Linked DNA regions of Hordeum vulgare: region 2 is linked to region 1. A link is a contact called in public Hi-C data. All regions are on one chromosome and are shown on one strand. Each heading gives the region's core, a stretch centred on a gene start, on an enhancer-like site or on the middle of the called end of the contact. The rest is flanking DNA. Distances are from core to core; before and after follow the strand shown.

What was found. Hi-C and Micro-C count contacts between places; a contact is called where the count stands out from the background.
Region 2: a contact with region 1 is called in a Hi-C map of leaf, with 6 times the contacts expected there. The contact joins the promoter of LOC123424740 here to the promoter of LOC123424738 in region 1. A contact is called at or near these places in 1 of 6 Hi-C or Micro-C datasets (leaf) and 1 of 1 datasets of contacts at active chromatin or transcription factors (embryo).

What each region holds. Positions count from the first base shown.
Region 1 is chr2H:42,190,445-42,195,189 of MorexV3_pseudomolecules_assembly, reverse strand. LOC123424738 (pectinesterase-like) reads right to left here and starts at 3,164. Exons shown (of 2, transcript XM_045108413.1): 1 at 1,749-3,164; 2 at 1-41. The coding sequence starts at 2,817.
Region 2 is chr2H:42,415,769-42,420,590 of MorexV3_pseudomolecules_assembly, reverse strand. It overlaps LOC123424740 (60S ribosomal protein L18-2-like), which reads left to right and starts at 1,489. Exons shown (of 5, transcript XM_045108415.1): 1 at 1,489-1,593; 2 at 1,677-1,766; 3 at 1,851-1,979; 4 at 2,087-2,269; 5 at 3,218-3,588. The coding sequence starts at 1,591. The coding sequence ends at 3,376. It overlaps LOC123424739, which reads right to left. Exons shown (of 1, transcript XM_045108414.1): 1 at 3,423-4,822. The coding sequence starts at 4,737. The coding sequence ends at 3,814.

The DNA of each region.
Region 1 (4,745 bases), core at 1,915-4,414:
CACCGTCAGGTCCCTCGCCAGGAACCCCGTCCCGATCACCGCTGCACAATTAAATCAACAGATCCGATGTCGGTCAGCTACATTCAGGCGAGGAGCAGTACCAGATTCTATCTATGGCTGTTACTGCACGTGAACGCGTCCGTGTACTTGTTGCCGGCCGGTTGACGCACTGGCGTGGTGCAAGTCGTGTCGTGTGTGGTCTGCGGCTCTGTGTCGTGGTGCAGCCGGGCCGTACGCGGACGCGGGTGGCCAGGCCATGGATGGGTCATGGATGAATGAATGCGAGGAACAGACGCACGTGAGGGTACCGGTCCGCCGGTGTGGTGAGTGGTGGCGCACGCATCGACACCGTGGACGACGACAGCGCCGTGTCAACCAACCACACCGCGCGCCACATTCGGCGACGGAGTTAATCAAAGGCTCTAGCAGCACCAATGGAGGGCCCTCTATCTATCTTAAGTCGCCCATGCATGCTCTCTCCTAAAATGCGTGTGCTTGTACTACCGCATGGGGCAGCCGGACAAGGCCGGAAAGCACCGGCGTGGTGGACGAGGCCGCGTCCGGCCGGCCGGATAAGCCACACATATCGGTCTAGAACTCAAATGATCGTCACGACCAACGTCGGCTTGCTCTTGTGTCCTTGCTCATCGTGAGCATGAGTATCCCCAAAACGACTTGCCTTTTTCTGCTGTGAAAGGCGCGCATGCATGTGCTCGGTGTCTCCCTCCACTGGACGAGTGCGAACTGTTTGGCAACCTACAGTACCGGGACGAATCTATGTGTCGGTGCCTGCAGAAGATCGAGGCTGGGCCATCCATCCATCCGTCCATACTCCACCCCCACTGCGATCCAAGGGGACCAGCTCGACCGATCGATCGGAGCTACATAGGCACCAGACACCAGTTCGTTGACATCCACTCAGCGCAAACGAGAAAGGATGAGAAACGGAAAAGGAGATCCAGGCGCCCAAAGAAGGTGCGCCATCGTGCCACAATTGGCAGTGGTGGCTGTTGAATGCGGTCAGATCACACGATCGGTTCCTGCTACCATCAACCCCATCCTCCTGGTGCATTGCATTGCAAGCTACAGACCGGCCGGCAGTGCTAGCTCGCTTGTCAGCCTAGCTTTGCCGTGCTCGTCCATGGCTATCTCACCCACCCACCCAACCCAAACCTCACCATTATAAGCCAAGAATCAACGACCGTGTGCCGCATCATGGTTGGGATCATGGCTGCATCGCAGATGCACAAATTATTTGTTTGCATGGGCAAAAACATCCTTTGAATTGAACCGTCAGCTATTCGACCGGCCGATTTGTGGGCACGAGCTAGCAGTATAGCGAGCGGCACCAAATCCAATTATCTCCCGCATTTGTCCGTAACTATTTGTCCGGCGTGGTCCAGTCCCTGCATGCACCTAGTACGCTACGCTATGTGCTAGTAGAAGAAGTAATAGAAGCAGGCCCTGTTCCCCGTTGCTACCTGACCGATGACACTCGTGATCAGTGTACCGCGGACGGACGCTCCGTCACGAGCCGCATCCCACGCAAACCACCAAGCCGCGCCGTGCGCGTGCATATGCATCCTCACCATGCCGATGCCGGCGTCGGCATGCCGACATCGGCTCGTGGCGAACACTGCGCGACCGACCGTGTAGCCAGGCCACTGTTCGTGTTTATTATGTGGCGAACACTGAAGTGATTTGATTGACTATGTCTGCACGGACGTGGGCGGGCTCGCGTGGCGTACCTAGCGTGGCGGAGCGGAAGGTGGTGTAGTTGTCGACGACGTTGCGGCTGGCCTTGATGACGGTCTTCCACATGCCGTCGCCGACGAACATGATGTTGGTCTTGTCGCTGCCCACCTCCACGTTCTCGAAGTAGCCCCCGGCCTTGATGTGGATCACGTACCGCGTCGCGCTGTTGTTGGGCGCCGCCGCCACCGCCTCCGTCACCGTCGTGAAGTTGCCGCTCCCGTCCTTGGCCACCACCAGGTCCGGCACGCTCTCCTGGAGCAGCCGCCTCCGGTCCGCCGCCGCCACCCACGCCGGGAACCCGCGCCGCACCGGCCCGTACCCCTCGAACACCTCCTCGCCCGTGGTTCTTCTTGTGGTTCTCGAGCGGAGGGCGCGCCCGCGGCGGCGCTGCGGGAGGCGGCGGACCATGGCGAGCGAGTTGGACACGAGGTGGGCGACGTGGTAGATGCGGCCCTGGATGTAGGGCCGCACGCGGCCGTCCTCCGACGCCGACGGCCCCGCGAACCCCTCCAGGCAGGTGTACTGGTTCGTCATGGCCGCCGACAGCACCGTCTGCAGGCCCGCGACGGAGTCCTCCGCCGTGCGGTTCCCGGCAGAGAGCTCGGCCGCCGCCGTGCCGAGCTGGCTCAGCGTGTGCCCGAACAGCTCCTGGCAGTCGGACAGCGCGAGGCGGTCGCGGAGGCGCAGCCGGTGCGGGCGCGCCAGGTAGGACGTGCAGTTGGACGCGGCGGACCGCACCGCCGACGCCGCGCGCCCCACCACCAACGAGATCACGTCCCCGAGCGGCTTCTGCGCCAGCCCCTCGACGCCGGCCAGCGCCGACGCGCAGACCTCCCGGTGCAGCATGCCCGCGCAATGCCGGTCCACGGCCGCCGCGTGCTCGGCGTCCGCATTGGCGTCGAGGAGCGTGCGCTCGTGGTGGTGGCCGCCGTCGTGGTCGGCGTCGGCGGCGAATGCGGTCTGGGCGAAGAGGAATGTGAGGAGGAGGAGGGGGAGGAAGGTGGCGAGGAGGAGGAGCCTGGCCGCTTCCCGTCGCTTGGTTCTTGGTGTCGGAGGTGGCATTCCGCGGTGGTGGGATCACTACCGTGGGAGTGGGAGTGGGAGTGGGAGTGAGCGGGGCCGAGCGTGACGGACAGGGGCCGTGGTGCGTGTCGGTGCGAGCGGGCGAAGGAGATTGGAATGGAGGAGCGTCACGTTTTATAGCAACGTCGACAGTCTCGTGGATATATATATATATATATGCATGTACGGTGCGAGGAAATGAAGGGCTTGTGATTGCAGGAGGGCCCGACCAGCACACATGGTTTAATTAATTTGGTACTCGAGCTCTGGTCCTGTCCAACAAGGTTAATCTTGTTTTAGACTGGAGAGATCTTTGGCAAAATTTGGTACTGCGCTCTCTGCATTCATGAATGGACGACGGCTTTCAAGATGCAACCATCCATGATCACTGATACTCCCTCCTTTCTGGTTTATAGGGTTTAAATCTAAAATCTCATCAACTAAGGTGAATTGTGATGGTTTATAGGGTTTAAATCTAAAATCTCATCAACTAAGATGAATTGTGAATGGATGACCCTAGTTCTAACTAGCTAATGAAATGTTTCTCACATATTCAATTTTCAAGGCAATAAATGTAGCATCTTTTTTTTTATTGGACTTGCATGATGCATGTACTAAAAAAGATGCATGCACGGTCACTAATTTGCTTTCCCTTATCTCTACGAATTAAATATGATGTGAGACTTAAAGCATTTAACTCAACTAGACTCAAAATGAGCCTAGTATAATGAAAATCTGAAATTTTGAAGATGAGCCATATGAACCAGAAAGGAGTGAGTATAGTAATCCCTCCGTTCCTAAATATAAGACCTTTTAAAGATTGTACTATAAACTACATACGGATGTACATAGACATATTTTAAAGTATAGATTCACTCATTTTACTTCCTATGTAGTCTCCTAGTGAAATAACTAAAATGTGGGAGTACTAGACATGGAGCTGCAAAACCGATGTCACTGCAAACGAACAGCAAAACCGATGTCACTGGAGTACATTAATAGCAGCGGAAGCATTTCAAGATGCGCGGCAATAGGCCTATGGCCACCGAGAATTTCTCTCGACCTCACCGGAGACGATGGCCACATCGGCAAATTTGGAGCAGTGGTGCAGCACGCGCAGGCCAGCTGCGACGCACAGTGCTCAACCACATGGCCAGTGCCATGGCCGGCCAGGCAGAACGGGGTGCCGCTTTTACCGACGCGGTTTGGCCACACTAGACACACCGGTAGCGGCAGGCAGAGGCACACTCAGCCGAGGCATGGATGGCCATGCGCTCTGTGCGTGCTCTCGTAGCGAACAAGCAGCGGACCGGCGGGCCGAACAGTTGCTGTCGTTTGGAGCTGACCCTGTCCGATCCGATAACCTCGTCACTCGTCATTTCGCCACTCGTAAGATTAACTGCTTTTTTCCTTCTCTCTAACAGGTTATTATGTTCAGTTGTTTCATTTTGATTTTATCTACACTGGCTTGGGTTTAAATGCTTCGTCGATGTATATTTTTACGGCGGACGCCGGCGCGCCGGCCCAGAGACTCGCGTCGGTCGTACCTCACGCAGCTCAGCCAACATCCCGATCCCCGCCTCCCATACATCTCGCATGCGCCGCCGTATGCGGGTAGCCCCCCGGGCTCCCCACGCTCGTCATCATCGTCCCCATCGTCAGCCTGCTCGCCGCGCTCGCTGTTGACATCGTGGTTTGCAGCAACCCATCACCAACATCTCGCCTCATGTGAAGCAAAAAAAGTTGTCGGCGATAGCAAAAAAAAAATATAGTTACAACAAAACAGAACGATGGATGTAGCAAATTTGTATAATGCTTGTAGCATTTATCCATCATGGTTGCAGCATTTATCTTTCTCATGACTCGGTTTTGTGCCGGAGAAGACAGATGGTTGGCTTGCAGTAATACTAATGACGGTTACCCCGACA
Region 2 (4,822 bases), core at 240-2,739, 230 kb before region 1:
TTTTTTTACACATACGCCATTGCCGTTTTAATGGTAAAAACTAAAACCATTATCTCGGACGGACACATCACTATTTTAATATTATTACACAATACTCAATTTAACTCGTGCATGCATTTCTCAAGACATGCATTGTACGTATACACTTATTAGTTTTGTTTTACTTTAGAGTCGCACTAAAGTCAGCCATGATGGCATTTCCTTCAGAAAAAAAGACCACACTCACAACACCACACCCTATAAATAGAAAATCCCTTCATCCGTTTGTTTAGAAACACCTATAAATTTATTCATACTCGTAACAGTTACAGATACATTGATATGAACCTAAGACCTAAAAAATACAAAGTAACTCATATGACTAAAAATTACAGTGAGATTCCTTGAAAGCACCTTCTTCGTTGTATCAATCTATGCTTGAAGAGATACTCAAAAAACTTCGCTAGAGAGGTTGTAATTGGACTGGAGCAACGATGTTGTTACTGTTTCAGCCACAAAACATTACCAATGATGATATTTTAAGGCGACTTGAGTCATCCATCCAGAAAGATGGAAGGTCTTCATCAATGAACATACTTGGGCCGGGGATGATCCCCTGGGAATGCAGAACGTTGGATCACAATATCTTCAACATAGTGTTGATGTAAAATTTCAACTTCACAAAGAACCAAACCCCCAAAAAAGGTTTGACACACCAACCTAACCTTATTAGACCCGAATAATTGAATCTGCGAGGACTGAAAACTCTCTAACGTCATGGTACAACAAAAAATTGAAAATAATCTATTCTCACAACATACAATAATCACTAGACGATGTCAAAAAAGTAACACTCTTAAAGATGCAAGATCACTCACCTCTCCAACGCCAAAATGACAGCCAGAGGCGAGGGGATGAAAAATTACCTTGCAATAGTGACGACTACAGCGGAAGCTCCTATGCGCCGCATTTTACGGCAAATAGTCACAGTTTCGCATAGTCGGGTCTTTGCCTGAGCCGACCCGTGAAGGAGACGGTCGGCGGTGAGTCGTACTGCTCATAAAAGCTAAAAATTAGAACCGCCATCTCATAGAATGAAGACACATGGTCTCAATCAACATACCATGAAATACTACCGGTTGAGCTACGTAAGATTATTAAACATAGAGGAGCGTAAAACTTTAAGAAGCAAGTCAGCAACATCCAGTCCAGATCCGATATATTTTTAGAATTTTGAACACGTTTATTTAAAAAAAAATACCCAAGTGATTTGTGAAAGACAAACATTTTTAAACTTTGTAAAAAGATTAATTTACAAACAGAAACATTTTTAAAAACAGAAACAAAGAGTGGCAAATAGGGTTTTCCGGCTGCACGATTAACAAAACCCTCGTCCCCGATACCAACCTTTCATCCGTTAAGGCAGAGGCAGGCTTATTTGGGCTAAAACGAAAGAAACAAAGACCACCAATTTAGGCCCAGCCCAAATAACTCTCCGTCCACACCATATTTAGACTCCACATCTCATTCCATCCAAAACCCTAGCACCCGTCCCGCCGCCGCCGCTGCCGCCTCGACCCTCGCCGCTGCTGCATCCACCACCGCGGAACCATGGTAATCTCTTACCCCTCTCCCTCCTCGTCGTTCTCCCCTGAACTCTACGCAAGGCTCACACCGTCCGTTCCCGTCGCACCCAGGGTATCGACCTCGTCGCCGGCGGCCGCAACAAGAGGACCAAGCGCACGGCGCCCAAGTCGGACGATGTGTACCTCAAGCTGCTCGTCAAGGTCAGTCCCCCATCGATCCGGTGTTACCGCGTAATCCCCGTCTCAGGGATTCAGATTTACCGCAATTCGCTTTCCTGTTCGTAGCTCTACCGCTTCCTGGTGCGGAGGACCAAGAGCCAGTTCAACGCCGTGATCCTGAAGCGGCTCTTCATGAGCAAGACAAACCGGCCGCCGCTCTCGATGCGCCGCCTCGTCAGGTTCATGGATGGGAAGGTATCCCTCTCTCTCTCTCTCTCGCTGTGCCATTTTTTCTTAATCTTCGGGCTGGATGAATCGATGTGAAGCTTACCTGGGCGGCGTTTGTGGTTGTGCGGGTGTAGGCGGACAAGATCGCTGTGATCGTGGGCACCATCACCGATGACCAGAGGGTCTACGAGATACCGGCAATGAAGGTGGCCGCGCTCAGGTTCACCGAGACGGCGAGGGCCAGGATTGTCAACGCTGGTGGCGAGTGCCTTACCTTTGACCAGCTCGCCCTCCGTGCTCCGCTTGGACAGAACACGGTATGGTTTGACTTCTCCTTTTCTTTAGGTACTGTATTTGCTAATAGTGCTGTTTGATGCATTCCTTATTACACGAGTTGGTATCCAAAGATTTACAACTGAAGCATGTAATTCTTTTAGTTTGTACTATTAAGTATGCAAGACTCCTGTAGGTGGAGAAAACCAAGTTTATTTTTCATGCTCATCTTGTGTTACAGAGAGACTTGTATGTGTAGGTTGTGGTAGGGTATTCAAGGAACAATCTATTATTTTTCTGATGATTCATCGGTTACCCTCTTGTCAGGTGTTAAGAGTACATGTAAACAAAGTTGATATACCTGTCTAAATCTGTATGGTGTACGTACATTGCACTTTTTTCATGGTTGTGCTGGACAGCTGGTGTCCAATTTCAAACCAAAACTAAGTCATTGATGATTGTTAAACTACTATATCTTTTCGCAAAGAAAGTCAAGCTTAACTTCAAATATGGTGCGTATGCTTATTTTATTGGTAGTAGTTGCATTATTGGTTAAAAGTCTTTATGCCCTATGTTTTCCTTTGTTTAAGAGTTGTTTCAAACTTGAATCTGTTCTCTTTGCATAAACATTAATGTAAATGTGTATTGATTCATACATACATGATAATCAGTGTGTAGATTCTTGCACTGTTCCTTCGTGACTTTATCTGTATGATTTCATTGTATTGTCACTATGGTGCTTTGTCTTTAGTACATGCTTACTGATGCTAGAAATTTTGACATTGTACTTATGTAGAGACATTTTCTCCAATTTATGATATCCTTTTCCTTCTCTTTTGAGATGTGCCAAGGTGTGGTATGATGATGGTTCCTCCCTTCCCATAAATCAGCGATGAGCCGATGAGCCTCAGTATTAGCTGCATGCCTTTGAGGCTTATATTCATGAGAATGCCATGTACAATCATTTTAACAATTTACATTTTTCTTTATAGCTTCTCCTGAGGGGTCCCAAGAACGCCAGGGAAGCTGTTAGGCACTTTGGCAAAGCTCCAGGAGTGCCACACAGCCACACCAAGCCATATGTCCGCTCCAAGGGCAGGAAATTCGAGAAGGCAAGAGGAAGGAGGAACAGCAGGGGCTTCAAGGTTTAAGCTGTGGAATTTTGGGCACCCTCGTGTCGTATTTTGCTGTTATCGGTTTATTATCATCACCTTTTTGGGTACCAGAATCATACCGCTTTAGATGTCAGTGTCCTGTGTCAATGAGTTCTCAGAACCAGTTAATTCGTGTTTCGTTGTTTTGCAACTTGAGACCATGCTTGCAAGCCAGTTATGAATATCATTTCTAGCACCAAAATTTCTCTCTGTTTGGCAGTGAGGTTTGTGTTCTGCCGCTTGTGCTCATTATTGCGATGTTATAGTTTTCAAATGTAATGCATCATTTACGTTTGACGATAAATTGGCCACGAGGATGTATTTGCTGGTACACGGAGACAGTTGCCGTAAAAAAAACAAAAATAATTCATCATATGCTGAATAATAATTAGGCAAACGCAATATTACACGCAGAAGAGACCATTTTATATCTATCACATAGGCACTTGAGTGTTGATGCTGTCAAAGCTCCAGAGCTGCGGCACGTACGCCACCTCCGGCGCCGAGGTCGCCGGCGCGGCGCCGTCGGCCATGAACGGCTGGTGGAAGAAGGCGGCCACGTTGTAGCCGCCGTTGAGAAGGTCGTAGTCGTCCAGGTCGAGCGGCGGGTCCTCGTTGGGGAAGTTGACCTTGGCCTTGGTCCCGCGGATGCGGCGTGCGGCGCGGTCGTAGGCGCGCGCGGCGCCCTCGGCGGTGGCGAAGGTGCCGAGCCAGACGCGCGCGCCCTTGGCCGGGTCGCGGATCTCCGCCGCCCACTTGCCCCACGGCCGCCGCCGGATGCCGCGGTACATCGTCTTGCGCTCCCGCTTCCTGCTCGGCTCCTCTGCTGCGCGTACGCGGCACGTACCTTGGTGCTCGGGTGGGAACGTGCAGGCGCCGGCGCCGGTCAGGTCGTCGGGGTAGAAGTAGTGGTGGTCGGTAGGGTCGTCGAACTCGGTGGCGGCGGCGTGCGTCCAGAAGTCGGCGGTGGAGGGGCCCCGCTTGCCGCCGCCGCGGTGGTCTCGCTCCGGGATGAAGTCGGAGATGATCGCGCCGCCACACATGCTGTAAGTAAGTAGATAGAGGAGTGCGCTGATGTGGAGCTGGGCAGTAGGAACTAAGGAACCTGTGAAGAAAGGTGGCGAGATGGGGTGGTAGAGGAGGTGAGGTGAGAGAGGTGAGGAGCGGAGTCGTGTGGCGCGCGCGCTTAAGTAGGGGAGCGGAGCCGGGAATTCGTATGCGGCGCGTGAGTGAATTCCTGGTCGGCGGGGCAGCTCGCAGCTTCCTTCCTCGATCGGACGGGCGAACCGGTGGACGCCGCGCGCCGCTGTTTTTCCTCGGGCGGTGACCGCGAGTGAGACGGTGCGTCTCCTAATCATCTGCTAGCCATGCCGCCTTTGGTTCGGATAGGATTAACAACTCGGTGGCCTACGAGGCTACGACAGTCTCGGACCCTCGGGTTTG